2 separate regions of the Mus musculus genome follow, and region 2 is linked to region 1. The links are chromatin contacts, called in public promoter capture Hi-C maps. All regions are on one chromosome and are shown on one strand. Each heading gives the region's core, a stretch centred on a gene start, on an enhancer-like site or on the middle of the called end of the contact. The rest is flanking DNA. Distances are from core to core; before and after follow the strand shown.

The links. Promoter capture Hi-C pulls out the DNA fragments that hold promoters and counts their contacts.
Region 2: a contact with region 1 is called in a promoter capture Hi-C map of hippocampal neurons, with 7 times the contacts expected there. The contact joins the enhancer-like site here to the promoter of 1700012I11Rik in region 1. A contact is called at or near these places in 3 of 39 promoter capture datasets (the C10 cell line, embryonic stem cells and hippocampal neurons), 1 of 484 Hi-C or Micro-C datasets (bone marrow-derived macrophages) and 1 of 115 datasets of contacts at active chromatin or transcription factors (large pre-B cells).

The regions. Positions count from the first base shown.
Region 1 is chr15:67,224,142-67,231,349 of GRCm38.p6, reverse strand. 1700012I11Rik (RIKEN cDNA 1700012I11 gene) reads right to left here and starts at 4,581. Exons shown (of 9, transcript NR_045140.1): 1 at 4,270-4,581.
Region 2 is chr15:68,186,835-68,194,042 of GRCm38.p6, reverse strand. Zfat (zinc finger and AT hook domain containing) reads left to right here. Exons shown (of 16, transcript NM_001145888.1): 4 at 6,807-6,992. Among named protein-coding and RNA genes, the nearest start is that of Zfat, 68 kb to the left of the region's middle. Within about 2 kb of position 4,747, at least 6 of the 459 cell types and tissues checked have an H3K27ac peak or open chromatin away from gene starts, as enhancers often do. A contact at or near this core is called in hippocampal neurons, where this site is marked.

The DNA.
Region 1 (7,208 bases), core at 3,332-5,831:
AAACTCAGTCTACTCTCTTTCCTATGCTCCTGTCTTAGTTAGTGTTTCTATTACCGCAACAAAACACCATGACTGGAAAGCAAGTTGTGGAGGAAAGGTTCATTTGGCTTACACAACCAAATAACAATCCCTGATTGGAGTAAGTCACAAAAGGAACTCAAATAGGCTGAAACCTAGAGGCAAGAACTAGAGTAGAGGCTATAGAGGGATGCTGCTTAGTTTCTTGCTTCTGCTGGCTTTCTCAGTCTGCTTTCTTATAGAACCCATGACGACCAGCCTAGGGATGGTTCCACCCACAAAGGGATGGGTCCTTCACCATTGCTCACTAATTGAGAATGTAATTGCCTTACAGCTGGATCTCATGGAGTTATTTTCTCAACTGAGGCTACTTTATTTCTAACGTGGGTCAAATTGACACACAAAACCAACCAGTCTGGCTCCCTACTAAAAACATGTCCTTTTCCCCAGTGTTAAACAGGTAACAGCCACCACTTTGATGCAGTTGTAGGGCATGGTCCTTCATAGTCCTGAGAGCAAAATCCCAATTGTGATGATGTCATCACCAGAGCATTTTGGAAACAAAATATACTAATTACCGTTGTGGCACCAAGTGAAGGCTCACAGCCTTCATGGCGAGAACAGGAAGCTAGGCAGATGGAGGAGGAAAATGGAAGCATTGTGAGCACAGCAGAGCAGGGACACACAAAGAGCTAAGATGGCTATTTTCAGTCCTTGGGTGATTTTATAAACTTTGTATCATAGATTCTAGAGGGAACATGTAGATGGGAGACCTGGAGTTGGCTCAGTCCTGCCTTTGGTTTATAGGCCACCCACCGTGAGCTGTGAGGACCTATTCATCCACACTATACGCATACAGATGCTGTGTGGCTGAAACCACTACTCAGATTATGGTCCATCAAACATATCTGCTTCTCAAGGTTTTAGTCCACAGTTGGTTGACCCCAGCGCAGACCTGAGGCAATGACATTTCCGGAAGATGCTTGTGGTTATATGTAAGGAGCAAGGGCGCAGCTGAGCATGCTGCTATGCACCCAAACAGCCCCTATCCTCCAACAAAGAAAGATCTGACCCAAAATGGCAGTAGTACCAAGGTCAAGAACCCATGCTCTTCACTGTGCATGTTCCTTCAGGACCAAAATCTCAGCTACCCAGCCAGTCCCCAAGACTTAATCCAAATCCTGAGCACTGCCATCTTCTGCTGTGCTCCTGTGGCTTGTAAGCAATGTGTGAGAGAAAGAATTCTCACCTTCCTGAAATAGCTGTGCATGCTTCACCACTTGCATCGTGTACATTGTCAGAATGTGAACACAAACATACCTGCAAACATGTGTACACATGCAAAGACAACTATGAACATAAATGCAAGCGTGCTTGTGTATACACAAGCATACACACACACACATACACACACACTTCTGCTGGATTCCAGACACAAACCTGACTTCAGTCGCTGGCCTCTGGCTCATGGTAGTGTCAGATACCACTTTGCCCCACTCCAGGCAAAATGACCTCGATACAGACACCTAGGTGGAGGCATCGAGTGCTCTCCATAATTTTACTGACTGATGCTTTTTCCTCCCAGGCTCCATTATTAAGTAAGTGGCGGGCTGAAATGGAAAATGAACCTTTTGCAATTACACACACAGAAGGCAACTGGATAACAGGACCAGCAAAACGCCAATTGTGACAATGGCATAATGGCCCAGACGTGTGGCAGGCCAGTCTGACTCATTAATCCAGCGGCGGCAGTGGGTGTTGTAATGGAGTGAATGGGGCTGGAGGGAAGGCAGAGCAGGGACAGACACCAGCCAGCTGGCAGAACCAACTGAAACAAGCTTACTCAGGAGGGCAGTTGGTGGGAAGGGCTGGATGCAAAGGCAATGTCTCCTCCTTCAGTAGCATATCCTCCACCAGGGACCAGGGAACTCTCCAGAACTTGCAGCATTAAAAAGGGCATTACCAAAAGGAGAGATGGTACTGACGTTTTTTATGTCGATTCCCTGTTTTTGTTTTTTGTTTGGTTGGTTTTTAAAGGAGCATAAAGAGACTGCCGCCTCAGTTCAGGAGCCAAATCAAGTTCCAACTGGCCTTGCTCCCTTCTGCCCTGCATCATCCTACAAGGCGTTCGAGGTTCGGCATGCCTAAGAACACCTGGGCTTTCCCTCCATCCTGTTGTTCACTGTCTGCTCTGTAATTTCTTATTGCTCATTTGGCTCCATATCAAGACTCTTCAGTGAACATACTCCAGTCAAATAAATCCGTCTAAGGGTCCAGGCTTCAGTGGGCAGAAGATAAAGGCCAGTTGGCCTCAGGTCACCTCTTCTGGGTCATGAAGTTTGGATTTATTTGAGATCAGCTAAATGAGCCAATGGAGAAACATCAAAGCTCCAGTAAGTAAGATCTGTTATTGCAAAGTCACTACAGCTTCCAACAGCGAAACCCACCACTGCAACTAGGTTTCTAGAATGTCCTATAGGATAGAGTGACTATGGTGAACAACACTTACTCGGGTAATTCAAAATAGGTCCAAGAGAGGACTCTGAAATGTTAACAACACTCATCAACATGATAAACAATTCAGGCAATAAATATATTAGAACCCTGAATGTATGCATATGGTACACATATGATAAAATTTCACTTTGTACTCACAGATGCAAGCATTTGTTATGTGTCAATTTTATACACACACACATATGCACTTTATAATATAAGGCATTTTTTAAGCCTTTGGCAATCAGAACTGGTCTCTGTCAACAGTACTTTATTCTAGTGTGAGTGAAATACTTTCAACCACATAGAACATGACATTTAAAATATATAATAGAACCATACACCAGACAATTCTTACTTGGCCCCTCTTGGGGGAAAAAAGTGTCTTTGTGCTCTCCACGTTTTTCCCTATTATTTTTCCTCAGATCTAGCCATCCTTCAGGGCATATGTGTTCTAGGCCTCTAACGAGATGATTGCCCCACTCTTAGGGGTCCGTTGAGACCCCTCTGCCTCACCAACCTGCATTATATGAATTGTCTTGAGCACAGTACCACCAAACCCAGACAGCACTTGAGTCAAACATCATAAAATTATTATTTCCTCATTAAGACTGGCTTCCATACAGCCCCGGATAGCCTTGAGTTTGCTTTGTAGCTAAGGATAACCTTGAACTCCCGATCTTCCTAAATGCCGGGATTACACGCATGCATGACCATGCCCTACTTTGAGATGCTAGGGGTCAAGCCCAGGGCTAATGACAGTCCAGTACTCTGTTAACTGAACTGAATTCCCAGCCCACTGAATCAGTCATTTCCTCTGGTATGTAAGAATGAAAATGAGCCATGAGGCTCCATGGTGGCTGAAACATAAATCAGGAAACTTGAGAGGTGACGGCAGCTGCATAAGGTTGGAGTGGTGAAAATAGAAACTGTTCCCACCCAGGAAACACACTGAGAATAGGCCATAGGGAATCCAGGCTCTGGCTCCAGCCATCCTGAGCCCTGCCATATTCCTATCCCCTGTTCTAAACACTGTAGTAAAATAGATCTAAAAAATTCCATTGAGGGGTTTCTTCCTGCCTTTGGCAGCTTATGTTCCCAAATGAAAGATGTGTCACATAGCCGTTTTGTTTTTAAATATGCCTTATGCAGTACTGTAGCTCGGCAACTGCCTACCCTCTATGCTGTTGGTTATGTAAGTGAGGTTGAGGTTTCCTGGACTTGGGACTGTGAGAAAGAGTAATGGGAAGCAAGAAGCCACCACGGGCTAGGAAAAGAACCTGTGAGAGATGAGAAAGGAGATCCACCATGACCTAGGGGCCAAGGTGTCCCAGAGGGCTGCCTGGTTGCAGTTTAGAGGAGTTCAGATGGAGCATAATAAATAGTGACTAATAGTTTAGGATTATCTATAGAAAGGTAGATTCTAACAGCGTGGAGGGTAGGCAGCTGCCAGCTATTGTGTTGCATAAGGCATACTAAAATATAAAGCTTTTGTGTGTGTGTGTGTGTGTGTGTGTGTGTGTGTGTGTGTGTGTGTGTTTATCTGGGAACATAAATGGTCTAAGGTGGGAAGAACACCACCACCACCACCCCCCGTGCCGAGGTTTTTTAAAAATATTTTGTACGACAAGACACTGCCTTCATTTCTTCTCCATCATTTTCTCTCTTGCTTTTTGAACAAACTCCAGTTGGATTCCTTCCACCTGTGCCCCAGCCAAGTATAATTAATTCAATTTGTGAACAGACGTGACTTACATGCGTGCCTCTTTCACCTCTAATTTCAGAGCATCGCCTTTGCAAGTGTGGCCTGCCCAGCCAGCCTCGCTGGAAGGAGTCTTCCCTAGAACAAACTGCAGAGAATCAGTGCTTCCGGGAAGCAATTTGCTCGAATGACTCTTACCCACAGTCAGCCACCAGCAGAAGCTATCTTTTTATCAGCAGGCCTACAGGTAGCCCAGCCAGCAATCCACCCTATCACTGAATGGGAAGATGTTGGCATCAAAGAGATCTGATGAACAGGAATTACCACTCTGCTTCAGGTGAACTTTACATGTGACTAATTGCTTTAAGCCTCCATATCCTGGTCTTTCAAGTGTTGCTAATAATAGGCATGTGCCTTCTAGAACCTGGGGGAAGATCCAAGGCGATGGTGCCTGTGATCTCACTTGGAAGGCCTTCTGGCATACAACAAGCATCACATAAGTGACACCTCACATTGCCAGACAGAAGCTAGTCTTCTAGGTTTCTTAAGCTAATGATCATGTCTGCAAGGTCAGGTTCTCCACATGCCCTCCTCCCAGCTACTGTGTCCCCTTGGACTGTGTATTACAAATATGTTGTTATGGTGTTCCTGCCCCGAGCCTTTTATCCATGCCATTCATTTTGCATAGCCATAGCCACAAAGGGTATATCATCACCATAGGCTTGTGCTGTAGGAATAGAGGGCCACAAAAACCATAAAGGATAATAGAAGCCAAGATTTGTTTCTGGTTGTGTGCTAACCCATCACCCAAGACAATCTTTTCCAAGTCTCCTACTCAGTGCCCAAAACTACAGGAGATCCCAAAGCCCTTACATACTGTTTTTCATATTCATACCAACCTATAAGGAAGCCATGTCTATGAATCAAACCCACTTTGAGCATAACAATTATCACCAATGATAAAATAATTACCATGGTAGTTTATAGCAGAATGTATTTGAACCTTAAGAGTTTCTTACTTCTGAATCTTTTTATTTAGTGTTTTCAAAGTATGGTTGATCAGGGGTAACTGAAATCATAGAGAGAGGAATCACAGATAAGGATGGGTAATAATATGCATTGCAAACTGCAAGTGAGATACGTCTCTGTTCCACATCTCTTCATTCCAGGAGCAATAAGCACCACCTAGGCAGGACAAATTTGACTTGTGGCCGAGAGAAAACACATTTAGAGAACACTTCCAGACATTTTCAGGGGATCATGCAATCACATCCACTTCCACTGGATTACCACATGACTTTTTTTTTTTCAATTTTAAACCTACAGCAGATTGGCTTCGTGGGCACGGAACCCTGGATGGCAGAAGGCTGACTGAACTCTCTCCACATTACCAAATTACCTGCTTCAATACTTCTGATCAAAAAGCTTTTCAACTGGTGGCCATTTCTTCCCCTTGACATTTGTCATTTTCCAGATGGCAGTTTTGATTGTGAGGAAAGAGTAAGGACAATGTTGAAAACCTATAACGCCTCAAACAGCCCCTCTCTGCCAACAGAGAATGAAATGACTCAAAATATCAACAATGCTATGGTCAGTGCTTTGGTTTTCTTTCTGTCACTGTGATAAAATATTGACCAAAACCAACTTAAGGAGGAAAGGGTTTATTTCATCTTAAAGCTTACAAGCCATCATTGAGGGAAGCCAAGGCAAGAACTTGTGGGGCAAATTGAAGCAGTAACCATGTGCGAGTGCTGCTTACTCCCATGATTCTCCAACTCACACTCAGCCATCTTTCTTTTACTTCCCAGGACCACCTAGATTTAGAGGTGACATCACCCCTAGTGACTGGTTCCTCCCACATCAATAATTCATCAAGAAAACACTCTGCAGACTTATCTACAGATCAATTTGATGGATGTATTTTCTCAATTGAGGTCCCTCTTCCCAGATAATGCTAGCTTGTATCAAGTGTCAAGTTAGCAAAAACAAACAAAAACTAACCAGAATAGTTGGGAATTCTTGCTCTTGGCTGTGTACATTTTTCTTGAAAATAGAAATCTCAGCTACTTTTTTTAATTGTTAAGTTTCTAATGCTTAGCTCAAAACCTGAACAACTCAGTCATCCACTGTGTCCCTGCTACTAGTACTACTAGTAAGTGGACGTGAGAGAGAACGAATTCTTACCTTCCTAAAATATCTGTGCATCCCCTACGTCTATCACCTGGACCAGGCACATTTTCAGGCCAATGATGTCTGGGATGTGAGTCCAGGGAAAGATCCCTTTCTATCTCTTCCTTTGTTGATTTTTTTGCATGCATGGACTCAGCAAACTATTTTGGAAACCTATTGATCCTCTCCTAGGAAGTCCTCCAACTTGATCTTCTAGATTCTGCCTACCCAGAGAAGAGAGCCTGACTAGAAAGCACCAGTTTCTTTTTATTCTGGATGATAGTAATAGGAATGGATAAATTTATTTCTCTATTTCATTCCCTCCTCTGTTGCTATGACCCTATGGGCTACCCCCGATTCGTAGCAACAGACATTTAATGGCAGCAATAATGAGGACATTCACATTATAAAAGTTGGAAAGAAATGAGGTCAAATTTTGGTTTTGCCTTTTCTCTGGGATGATTTTCTGTCTGGTTATCTTTTCCAGAATAAGTATTGAATATGAGATTTTTATTTTATTTATGTTAATGAATATGAGATTTTAAAACACTGAATTAAGAATTTTAAAAGATAGCTAGCAAAGGAAATAATGAGTTCCTGAAGGGAGAACCTAGAAGCAGATGTCCAAGGACAAACAGGAAGCTGAGAGCAATCAGAAGCCCTGAGAGAAAGAGCAGCCTGGACCAGATCACTTAAGACTCAGTAGTTGTTCCTAAAATTCTTTCCTTGAGGCAGACATAAACACTGTTTACCTTTCACCTCTTCCTTCTCCTCCCATCCTCCCCACCTCTTTTTTTCCTCCTCCTCCTCCTATTATCCCACC
Region 2 (7,208 bases), core at 3,498-5,997, 960 kb before region 1:
GCCTTGCAGTTACATAGACTTACACATGATGCTGGTCTGTCAGTTCAGCGAGAGTCTCCCCTATGTCATCCCTCCCTCTCCATGAAACTTGGTTTTTCGTAATGTGTCTAAGGAATTGGGAGAAGTCTTCCAGGGCATAGAGGACAGGCAATGGCAGGTCCAGTGAGTTGCATGACTGGGGTCTAGTCATTGTTACTCATGGCTTCTTCTGAGCTGCCAGAGGATGGGTGACAGGCCTGGCCATTTTCCAGGCCTCTAGTACCCCATGTAGGGCCAAATACGTGGGACCCTTCCTTGTTAACTGCTTAAGGAATAAATGACTTTGCTCATCTGAGATTTGTAGCCCTTCCTATGTCTCTCCACTTTGTTTCCCATCTCTTTCTACTTCGTTTCATATTGAGCACCTTGGAAGTTGCTCAGTGGGATGAGCTGAACCCTGCTAACCTCATAGGGCTTCTGTTTTACTTGGGAGACACATGAGACAGGATTTGACCAATGATTGGCCTAGTCTCAGTAGCTTTTCTGACCAGTAGTAGGAATGTTGGTGTGAGATGTGTTTGCTACATCAGAACTCAGAGCACAGCCTACACTTAGAAAATGCCAACTTGCACTGCCTGCCAAGTCCTGACTTTACTGGCTCAGGTGGATTATGACTTCCACTGGGTCACTGACCTATTTCTTGTGTTCACATCCAATGTGAGTTTATCCCTGCCATGGAAGATCCTGACTGGAGTCACACAGTGGTATTTGCCTACTGACTTTCCTCTGCTATTAGCAGGCTGTTGGATATGTATGTTGGCCCATTGGCAGTGTACACACAGTGGGTATGTATGTTGGCCCATTGGTAGTGTGTACACAGTGGATATATATGTTGGCCCATTGGCAGTGTGCACACAGTGGATATGTATGTTGGCCATTGGCAGTATACACACAGTGGATATATGTGTTGTCCCATTGGCAGTGTGCACACAATGGATATGTATGTTGGCCCATTGGCAATGTGCACACAGTAGGACTACATCCAACATGGTTTCCCAAAAAGCAGATGCATTGCAGAGCTATTGAGTTTTCCAAAGAAAAGGAAGCTACAGAGAATATAGGCATCAGCAGGGGTGGGGGAGAAAGTAGAAAAGCTCACAAAGTCAGAGGAACAAGAAACTGTTTAAAACACCCCAAAGAAAGGACTTGAAGCATGCTAGCTGTAAATGCCATGCCCTTAAAGAAGCACCCACCATCATGACTGTCAGCCTAAGTCTGGAAGGTATTTCAGTGGGAGAAAGGCAACTGTGTTTGAAAAACAGAGAGAGAGGTCATGAGCAACTGGGAGATGTATTGGTTGTTTTTCCCATTGCTATGACTAAACACCTGACAGAAGCAGCTTGCAGGAAGAGAGGTTCATTTTGGCTCAGTGTTTTTGACAGTAGAATAAATACATCACGGCAGGAAAGGCATGGTGGTTCTGTGTGCTGTGCTGGGCCCTTGAGGATCAAGAGGCAGAGAACACAGGCAGGAGTGCCTCGGAGCATGCCCACAAAGATCTACTTTTAGACAGGTCAGTGTCTGCAGTTTGCATAGCCTCTCCAGACAGCGCCACCTTCTGGACACCAATTGTTCAGATTCATCTTAAACCCATCCATAACAAATGGAAAACATTGTCTCAAATGGAGAGAGCAGAAACCAGCCTCCCTCTCTCTCAAATAAAACTGGACCCTTACCTGAGATTCCAGCCTCTTTTGCCTGTCCTTCCTGGTCACTTGCACATAATTCTGCCGTAGTTGCACGTGGGCTCAGAGGTCCTAGAGTCCATAGCATGTGGAGCGTTGACGGAGGGGGAACTCCCTCTGTGCAGTTGTCATCCATGCAGAAGTAAGTGTGAGTTCTTAGTGGTATGACTGCTTTGGTTGGTGATACCCACAAATTAGTTAACAGCTCCTGAGTGACCCCTCACAAATGAATTGCTTCTGGAAGTTTGTTTTTGGTAGACCTGTGCTTTTATTTGTTGTTGGTACCCTCCGTGTAACGACAGGGTAGATGCTTGTTATGTCTCCCTAGGGAAAGGTTTGTCATGGACACTGCCATAGGTGTGGGCGTTGGACTCTTGGGATGCAGCCACACGACTCTAGCAGTAGCAGCCTGTGACAGGGTTCAGAGTGACTCTGTGCTGGCTCCACCTCAGTGACCGCTTAAGTAGGGTATAGGCCATTTGTATGTGGCCAGGGACTCAGGAGTGTCTCTGCTGGAGGATATGTCAGAGTGGTGATCACGCCTGAGCGCTGAGAGGTGTAAGATTCTCTTTTGCTCTGACTTTTAGGTTTTCTTCCAATTAAATTTGTGGGTCACCATATAAGCTTGTAGATTTCACTGTGGCATTTCATACATGCACGCACACACATACACACACACAGAGTCTGTAGCTTGGTCATATTTATTTCCCCACTTCTCTCTGTTCCCTTCCTTTCCTCAAATAGCCTGCCTTCCACTTTCATGTCATATGCATGTATATCTATCTATATTTACGTTCTCCACCTATGAGAGAGAAAACATGAAATAAAATATCTCTATCATCCTCTCTCCCATTCTCTTATTTCCCCTCTGTCCTTCCTTCCCCCATGGCCTCTTTCTACTTCCATGTCCCCCTCTATACTCACACACACATACACACACACATAAATGCACATACAAATATAAACATGTCTACACACACACACACACACACACACACACACGAGAAAATTTGTACTATTCATTGTTCTGAGTCTGGTTTATCTCTTAGCACAGTGGCCTCCGGTCCCCCCCCCCACACACACACGAGAGAGAGAGAGAGAGAGAGAGAGAGAGAGAGAGAATGAATATGTACTATTTATCGTTCTGCGTCTGGTTTATCTCTTAGCACAGCGGCCTCCGATTCCATCCATTTTTCTACAGGTAGCCTCGTTTCCTTCTTCCTATGGCAGCCCTTATTTTTTGACTCTGATCTCTGCTTTAGTTTCCCGTCTTCTCAACACCATCCCACCAGGGACTAAGATTTCAGTGCGTGAGTTTTGAGGAACAGCCACCTGCAGAGTGCAGTCCCCCTTTGAATCACGGAAGATGTGTAGGTCCAGGGAAGAAATGCAGCGTGATTGAGTCAGTTTGTGGCCCATGTACTTGGAACCCTGAGTGGGAGAAGATATGCATATGAGGGTGTCCCTTGGAAGTCAAGACTCTGGCCTCAGTGGGTGGTGTGACAGATGGTTTGTGGGAGTTTTGCAGACTTTCATACTAATTCTTAATGGAGACAGCAGGGTAGGCATTAAAGGGTCCACACATGAGAGTAACTTGATTAGATTTGGATTGTAGATTGGTTCATTCTGGAGCTAAGGTAGAGGGTAGTGTAAAGATCTTACCAGAGGCACCAGTTAAAAACAAGTTTAGATAAGAGCAGAACTCTCCACAGAACAAGCTGTCTGGGGTTGGTAGTCCAGGCTGTCTGAGTGACAATGCTGTGGGACTGTCTTTTTCTTTATGAGCATTATGAACAAGCTTTTCCTTGGGGTCTCTTAGTGGCTAGTGCTTCAGTTCAACAAGTGGACCTCGTTAAGATTGTGAGCAATATTTTGCTTATTAAGAAAGAAAAGTGCTTTCAGAAACTCCTGACAGCCTTCTCTCAGCCCTGAGTGGCCAAGCCTGGATCTTCAGGTGCTGCAATGTATTCTCAGTTCCTACAAAGAGTGGTGGCATTCCTTCAGAGGGTAGAATTGGGGCAGTGTAGCTGTGGGACTCTTTGAGTGGAGGCATGGCTAGCAGAGGAGACACTGGTTGATGGTGACCTTTGATGGTTACAACTTCTGGTCAGAACTCTTTGTTTCCTGACTGTCACAGTCATATGACCAGACATCTTACACTCCCATTGCCATTTACTGGAGCTAACTCTGTCACCACCTGCTATGGTGGGCTGCTCCCTCTGAACAATTAGCTAACGCAATCTTCGTACCACTTAAGCTGCTTTGTCAGGCATTTTGCCACAATGATGGGGAAAGTAACGAAGCCAGGTGCATACCAGCAGCCTATCACACTGCAGCCAGGAGGGAATCGGAGTAGCTGCAGTAGTCAGGGGTGTTTTCATAGTCTCTACTGGGGCCAACACAGGTCCCTCCAGTGTTTCTTAATAGGAGGTGGCTTCCAAGCCTTCACCCTCTGCTAGCCACCAACTGTTCACACTCATTTCTCCAGTGTGTACACCTAGTGCCTATAGCAGAGCTTGCTACCATTCATCCCCTATGCTGGGTGGGACCTCTTCTTCATTTCTTCTTACCCTGGCTGATAGTGTGCACCCTTGTTTGCTTGTTGTGGATTTATATTGTTCACCAGGCTAAGCTTATGGTAAACTCAGACTCTCAGGTCCTTTTTTTTTTTTTACGTCAACATAGCTATCCTTGGCATATCTCCCACATATTGAATCATATCCCATGGTGAATTCTGTTATAGAGTGAGACATCATTTTACAAGCAAAAAAAAAAAAATCCATTAAATGTTGTTCTACCTTTTTATAGCATCCAAAATATCCTACTGTAGTATTTATGTGCACACATCACCCGATATCCAGGCGACGAAAAGACTTCTGTGACTCAGACAAATGGGAGGCTTTTGGAAATGTTTTTGTAATAGCCACTAAAAAAATCAGGCAAGGCAACAATTGCTCTGAGGCATGTTGCATAGCAAGCTTCCCAACACGGAGCGTCTGCCAGCAACCTTGGAGACCAGGTGCTGTGCCCATCCTGTCGCTCACTCTCAGGCTCTGAATGTGTTAATATAGCGTTGCTCCTTGACCTTGGGCCTTGGAGAGCAGCATGCCATGCTGATTCATGATGCCTCCCATCACCTCTCTCTTTTGTTTGACATTGATATATTTAATACTAATACTCTTCTGTTAAAGACTAACCCAGACTGTCTCCTGCAAGCCGGGGATGATCCAGGAACCTGGCAAGTACTGTTGGTTTATGGGGCACAATGTGAATGCCTGGTTTGACTGTTCTATTTCCTTAGCTTCACCTCAGCCAGCATGGCTGCTCCATTATCTGTTATACATGGACTGATTCACTGTGTCGGGCTGGCTGGAGCTGACTTGAGATGTAGGAAGATCGGTTTCTGGCTGTCTCCCTTTGCCCATTTCCCTACCCCACTCCACAGTCTCTATCTTGTTGTTCCTTGGTTTCAATCTCACTTCCCTGATAACCACATATATTCCTGCACGTTCCAACCCCGCCTTCCCTGCTGCCTGTCCGCTGCACACATGTCTCATACAGAGGCGTGTGGAATGACTCTCAGTGTTCTCTTTTGATATTCTGAAGATCTGGTCCTCAGGTGGGTCATTTCAGGCCTGATGATTCTAGTAAAGCCCTCTGTCCCCTCCTTCCCTCTGCTTTATCGCATTTGGGACTGTCCAGGTGTTTCCATTCTAGAGTGCTCCTTTGTCCTTCACTGACAGATGAAGGCTAGTCTTACTCTTTAGGCTAATACCATCGCTGAACCTGTCATGGCTGCTGTCGTATGTCTGTAACTGATGCATTTGTTCTACAGTGCATTTGAATGGTTTGCCAGTCCATGTACTGCATTCTCTACAACATGGCATACATGTAAAACTCTAAGCCAGCTCAGCTATTCCTTGGATTAGGTGGCATCAGTCGCTCACCATTACCTTCAAGAGATGCATATGTGAACCAAGAAGTCCCATGATGCCCTAAATATGTTTTGCTTGGCTTCCCAATTGTCTTAAGAAAGGTAAGGTAGCAACTAGCCTTGAAAAAACAGCAGCTCCTGTAAAAACCTGGACGTATTGTCATTTTTTGGAGCCATCAAAAGACATGACAATCACTCCACATCCCAGGAGTCCCCAGCAGGGCCAGGCCAGACACAGTCTATCTTCTGTTGTGCAGGTTGACTGGGCTTAGTGTCTCACCCGTGGGAGATTGATGCTCTTCTCAGCATTCATGGCCTTCCTGTATTTACCTCTTAGTCTTGACATCTTTTTAGGTCACTTTCTCCTTTCTCCTGCAGGTGTGGCCACCAGGATGCTCAGCCAAGTATTTATCCATTGTCTCAGTCTTCTTTTGTTAGACTGGAGCATTGCTGTTTATTATCACACACCTTCCCAAGACCGCACACATAGCTTTGTCCTCATCACTGGTTCCCATCTTCCCCATCCAGTGCTTCATTAACCCTCGCTTTTTCAGTCAGCCATAGCTAACTGCTCCATAAAGCCTTTCTGACCTATCAGGTAACCTCTACCATCCTGTCCCTTATTCTTGTTTCATACAACACAGAACAGAGACTACTCTTGATCACATTTGTTATCTCTTTGTCTTCTCTGGAGTGGAGGGCCCTTGAGGGCTTGGTATGTTCTTACCGTATGTCCACCATGCCTGGCACAGGGAACATGCCTGGGAAGCATAAGATGATTAGGAGAAGGGCGTTCTTGGACTGTGACTCTCTAATCATTTTCTCTACAGTGCTGATATTAATGATGGTTCATGAAAATGAGCCAAGGGTCTATGCTGCTTTGCCCAGCAGTGCATTCCCAGTACCCAGCTGTGACCTGGAAACAGTGAACATGTTTTGCATTGAGTTTGTGAAGATCCAGCAATGGTGGATGAGCCAGCAGAATGCTCTGCAAGTACTGTAGGCCAGGAAGAGAAAGAAAGAATGGGGTTGGGTCTGAGGATAGAGGGACGGAGGCATCTCCTTTGCTATCACCTCTGGTAAGAGGCATATTTCCTTTCCAGCTGGTATGAATGGAAAGCTTATACATTTTGGCATTTGCTTCCTAGGTAACGAGTCAGACCTTGATCTAGAAAAGACATACAAAGAAGATGATCGAGAAAAGGCTTCAAAAAGACCCCGGGCTCAGAAAACAGAGAAAGTCCAGAAGATCTCAGGAAAGGAGGCAGGGCAGCTTTCTGGAGCGAAGAAACCCATCATCAGCGTGGTCTTAACTGCTCATGAAGCAATTCCAGGTGACCGAGGACAGGCTGGGAATGATATGATGAGAGTGTGTAGCACAGCTGCCCTTGGGGTAGCCTGAGGAAGGAGGCCCAGGTCAGAGTGTACGTGTTAGGTATTTTAGTGGAGTTTCATTTAGTCACCTGAGTAAGACCACAGACCTCTTTATCCTCTGGAGCTGTCCTCTATCTCCTCGACCTACTCTGTTGTCACCCAGGTATGCAAGAACA